2 separate regions of the Ovis aries genome follow, and region 1 is linked to region 2. Evidence: chromatin contacts called from public Hi-C data. All regions are on one chromosome and are shown on one strand. Each heading gives the region's core, a stretch centred on a gene start, on an enhancer-like site or on the middle of the called end of the contact. The rest is flanking DNA. Distances are from core to core; before and after follow the strand shown. Region 1 has its middle 71 kb from the start of NID2. Region 2 holds the start of RTRAF (RNA transcription, translation and transport factor).

Region 1 (2,700 bases), core at 199-2,698, 170 kb before region 2:
CAAAAAAACAGTATGTTGAACCCGTACCACCTAGCTTTAGTATTTATCAGTATTTTGCCAAATTTCTTTCACTTATGTCTCCTCCACGTCTTTCTCTTCCAGTGTATTAAAGCAAATCCCAACTATATCATCTCAGCTACAAAAACTGGTAAGGTCCCTTTTTCCACATAATAATTCTACTATCATATGTAATAAAATTAATAATTTTTAATATCATATAATCATGGATAAAGACCATCTATTTCTTGTACTACAGGATTCAAACAAGATCCACACAATGCATATTATTTATTTCCTCTGTTTCTAAAAAGTTTTAAAGAGTGTTATTAATGCCTGTACTGGACCTTTGCTGTGCCCCGGCTTTCTCTAGTTGTGGCGAGCAGGGTCTGCTCTTTGTTGCAGTGCATGAGCTTCTCAATTGCAGTGGCTTCGCTTACTGCGGGACACAGGCTCTAGGTTTGTGGGTTTCAGTAGCTGCGCACACAGCCTCAGTATTTGTGGCACGCAGGCTCTAGGGCGCCCAGGCTTCGGTAATTATGGCCTACCGGTTTAGTTGCTCTTCGGCATGTAGAATCTTCTCAGACCAGGGTTCGAACATTGGCAGGCGGACTGTCAACTTCTGGCCCACCAGGGAAGTGCTCCTCTCTCTCTTTTTCAGGGCCATTTATTTGTAGGAGAAATTTGATCAAACATTTGATCACATCTACAGAATTTCATGTTCTATGTTTGGCTGTTGCGTCTTTGTTGTATTTTCCCAAGGATTCCTAGTTTCTTTTCACTGGGAAATGGTATTTGGAGACCACCGTATGGGCATAAGAGATAGTCTTTGCTACTGAATTATCACTGTTTTGTGGATTTTTCAGAGTAAAGAGTGAGAACGTTTACACATTTGAAAATGAGAGAAACTTGAATTCTTACTGATATTTCCAATTTAAATTTAAGATTGCATGGTTTTTCCTAACTGACTTATATCTGTATATTACTTCTCCCTTGCTGATCAGTTTGATTTCTGTGATATTATTAGTACCATCATTACTTATTAGCTTTAGTTTGAAAAGAACACATTTAATGCAGGTTAAGATTTCTTTGTAATAAATCCATGGGGGTAATATTATCTCTTGTGTCTCTGAGGATGTTAAGTATAATGTTTTTTACATTGATATATTTCAAATTACTTTTATTGTTTCTGTTTTCAGTGTTCAGATTTTCTTAAATATCTGGTGAACCTTGGCTGTTGACTCAAAAGTAAGAGATGCTGAAGCATCAGTATTACTAATAACATAAGATTACTAAGAGTATAAAACCAACAGAGTTAAGTAAAAATCCCATAATCTCATATTTGAATAGGAAATATCAGTATAAACTCATTTTTTGTCTCTTAAATTAAAAAAAACATATTTCATTGCTCTGACTGTTGAAAAGACCTAGAAACAATGAATTTAGTAGTAATAAGCACAACAGGCATTCACATTATGGTCTCTGAATACCATTCCCTACTAAGAGAAACCAGAAATCTTTGGGGAAATGCCTGATTCCAAGTTTGCCCTGTGCTGTGCTTAGTCACTCAGTTGTGCCTGACTCTTCACAGATTCTAAGTTTAGGGCAGGACTTAAAAAGTGAGTCTAAGTCAAAGAAGAAATGAGGAAATCTTCAAAACAAATAGTCAGATCGAAACCATGTAAAAGCCATTCTTAAGAGGCTCCCACTGGCCAAAGATGGGGCAACTTGTACATGAAAAAAATAGTGAGGAAATCTTTCAAAACAAATAGTCAAATCGAAACCATGTAAAAGCCATTCTTAAGAGGCTCCCACTGGCCAAAGATGGGGCAATTTGTACATGAAAAAAATTAGAACACATCAGGTAATGAAAAATTAATGAATTTATGCAGGTCAGGAAGCAACAGTTAGAACTGGCCTTGGAACAACAGACTGGTTCCAAATAGGAGAAGGAGTACGTCAAGGCAGTATATTGTCACCCTGCTTATTTAACTTATATGCAGAGTACATCATGAGAAACGCTGGACTGGAAGAAGCACAAGCTGGAATCAAGATTGCCGGGAGAAATCTCAATAACCTCAGATATGCAGATGACACCACCCTTATGGCAGAAAGTGAAGAGGAACTAAAAGCCTCTTGATGAACGTGAAAGAGGAGAGTGAAAAAATTGGCTTAAAGCTCAACATTCAGAAAACTAAGATCATGGCATCCAGTCCCATCACTTCATGGCAAATAGATGGGGAAACAGTGGAAACAGTGGCAGACTTTATTTTGGGGGCTCCAAAATCACTGCAGATGGTGACTGTAGCCCTGAAATTAAAAGATGCTTACTCTTTGGAGGGAAGTTATAACCAACGTAGACAGCATATTAAAAAGCAGAGACATTACTTTGTCAACAAAAGTCTGTCTAGTCAAGGCTATGGTTTTTCCAGTAGTCATGTATGGATGTGAGAGTTGGACTATAAAGAAAGCTGAGCACTGAAAAATTGATGCTTCTGAACTGTGGTGTTGGAGAAGACTCTTGAGAGTCCCTTGGACTGCAAGGAGGTCCAACCAGTCTATCCTAAAGGAAATCGTTCCTGAATATTCATTGGAAGGACTGATGTTGAAGCTGAAACTCCACTACTTTGGCCACCTGATGCAAAGAGCTGACTCATTTGAAAAGACCCTGATGCTGGGAGGGATTGGGGGCAGGAGGAGAAG
Region 2 (2,700 bases), core at 148-2,647:
AGTGCCTGGCACACAATTTTGCTACTTAAGTGTCAGTTATTATTTCAGTTCCTGTGAGGAAAAGGGGGAGAATGGACTGTGCAAGGTTAAATTAATAGCAACAATAAAGTACAAGAAATTAAATGGCGATCACAACAAGGATACCGACTATCACTGTCATTTGCTATTAAGGACATTAAACACATTCATGAAATAGTGTGCATGTGGTTTCATTTAATCCTTCCATATGCTTTTGAGGTAAGTAATATCCCCATTTTACCAGTGAAAAAGTTGAGGCTCAAAGTTTCAAAACCATATCTAAGCTCTATTCCTACTGAACCTTTTTTGTTAAATAAAAGGCAAAGCAGAAAAACAAGATTCTGTAAGATGACATGCTTCTACAGGAGATGACAAAACACTGTCATCCTGCTTGGAAATCATCTTCAATTTTCAAGTTCAAGCTTGAGTTCAAATTCCAGCTTCCCCAAGTCTTGAGAATACACAATGGTCTTAACATCCCAGGTGTTACGTGATCCCTTTCAAACTTAATCTACCACAGGCCAAGAATTCTGGAAGAAAATAAGTAGTCGTGGGCGACAGGTGAGTAGCAGTGGGTAGCAATCTTAATACTTTCTACAGTTTCAAGCTGTGAAATCCCAAACACCTTTGTATTTACAATTCAACCGCCCCGCTCATCTATTAACTCCCCCCCCCCACAACCCCCACACTGTAATTAGCTCGTTAATACACGCGCTCACCCCAACACTGTCTTGGACTTCATTTTTGTCTTGGGCTCAAACTACTGGATGGGTTCTAACTGCCCTTATTCCTAATCCCTCCCCTCCTTAGTTCCCTGAACGAGTCTTCAAGTTACTCGGTTTTTCTCTTCGAATTCCAGCACTGTGCCGACCCCAGCAGGTGCTCAGGGTATCGCCCAATCACCCGTGAAACACGGGGCTGAAGGGCTAAGTTAAAAAGCGAAGACTTTCCTTCTAGAGTGCTGAGGGCGCGGGCGAGGGCTGTGGGGGTGGTGTCTGGAGTTTAGCAAGTGCAGAAAGTGGCGATGCCGAGGCAAGAGTGGGTAGCGGAGAAGGAAGGATGGGAGAAAGCAGAGGTATTCGGGGCCAAGAGGAGAGGGGCGCCGGGGAGACAAGGCCGCGGACGGTCCGGGTGGAGAGCCCAGGAGCCGGCGCTGAGAAAGCGGCGGCCGGCCGGTCACGGACGCGCTGCGGGCCCGGGGCCGCCGCCTCACCTTTGCAGTTGAAGCCGGCAGGGTTGTGGTAGTCAAGGGCCGTCAACTTGCGTCGGAACATGGTCCCCGCTGCTCGCTCCGGTCCCCCGGGATGCGGCCGGGAGAGGCGAGGCGAGGCAAGGCAAGGAGAAGCAGGAGGCGCAGACACGGGTGACGCGACGAGAAGGCGGGCGGGCACCGGGAGCTCCGAAATGACGGCGGCCTTAGCCAATCGTGGCTTAGGAACGGCAGCCTCTGGACAATGCCCACCAATCGCGGCTCTGGCTGGGGAGGCGGGGCCACGTCGGGGCACGTCGACGCTTAAATAAACTTTATTGTCAGCTTTCTAGTTGTACAATAGGCAGAGAGCAACTGAGAAACATAGTTACCGCTTGCTTTCTTCGCGGTCTTGATAACAGCACGCAAAGAACAGTATCCTTAGAATTTCTGCTATGGGCCATACCTCTTATTGGACCATACAAACTGTTTAGTATTTTCAGTGTATTCATTCATTCATTCATTTAATTATATGCCTCCTACATAATAGGTGCTCTTCTAACAAGGCTAATACAAAGACTTTTAGCAAGGTCCGTTTATGACTGGGCCTTCCCTCCTGGCTCAGTCGGGAAAGAATCTGCCTGCAATGTGGGAGACCTGGCTTCGATTCCTGGGTCGGGAAGATCCCCTGGAGAAGGAAATGGCAACCCACTCCAGTATTCTTGCCTGGAGAATCCCATGGATGGAGGAGCCTGGTAGGCTACAGACCACTGGGTCACAAAGAGTCGGACACGACTGAGTGACTTCACTCACTCAAACCACCACTTTATGACTCCTTCGGCTTCCCAGGTGGCGCTAGTGGTAGAAGAACCCGCCTGCCAATGCAAGAGACCTGGGTTTGATCCCTGGGTTGGGAAGATCCCCTGAAGAAGAAAATGGCAACCCACTCCAGTATTCTTGCCTGGAAAATTCCATGCACTGGCGGGCTACAGTCTGTAGGGTCGCAAAGAGTCGGACACGACTGAAGCGACTGAGTATGCATACACATGACTTGTTAGGAGTGGTCCATAGATAAACATACAACTGTAATACTACGTGATAGTTCCTGACATGTCTAGCAACCACGAAATTTTGAAGCCAGAAACCTGGACTTACCCTTTACTCCCTCTGACTGCAGTTACAACATCCAGTAGCTCCTTGATTCCTGCTGTTCTGCCTCTCAAATTCCTCACCTCTTCCCAACCTCACTGTTGCTACCTCAAATCAGGGATTCATAATTTTTGCTTGCTCTAATTATCTGATTTCTTAGAGCCAGTTTTGCCTTCTCCAGCCCACTCCCCCACACAGCAATGATAGTGATTTTGTAAAATAAAAACCTCCTAAAACAAAAACCTGTCCATAACAGTTTAATGCTTAGTATCTTTCAGTGGGTCCTCATTGCCTTCTAGCAATCATCAAAACTCCTTATCATATTTAAGATCCTTCCTGATTCA

The links. Hi-C and Micro-C count contacts between places; a contact is called where the count stands out from the background.
Region 1: a contact with region 2 is called in a Hi-C map of skin fibroblasts, with 3 times the contacts expected there. The contact joins the enhancer-like site here to the promoter of RTRAF in region 2. A contact is called at or near these places in 6 of 16 Hi-C or Micro-C datasets (hypothalamus, mesenteric adipose tissue, muscle and 2 more).

Annotation. Positions count from the first base shown.
Region 1 is chr7:43,253,194-43,255,893 of ARS-UI_Ramb_v3.0, reverse strand. No RefSeq gene overlaps it. Among named protein-coding and RNA genes, the nearest start is that of NID2, 71 kb to the right of the region's middle. Within about 2 kb of position 1,448, at least 2 of the 54 cell types and tissues checked have an H3K27ac peak or open chromatin away from gene starts, as enhancers often do.
Region 2 is chr7:43,082,981-43,085,680 of ARS-UI_Ramb_v3.0, reverse strand. RTRAF (RNA transcription, translation and transport factor) reads right to left here and starts at 1,397. Exons shown (of 8, transcript XM_027971745.2): 1 at 1,232-1,397. The coding sequence starts at 1,292.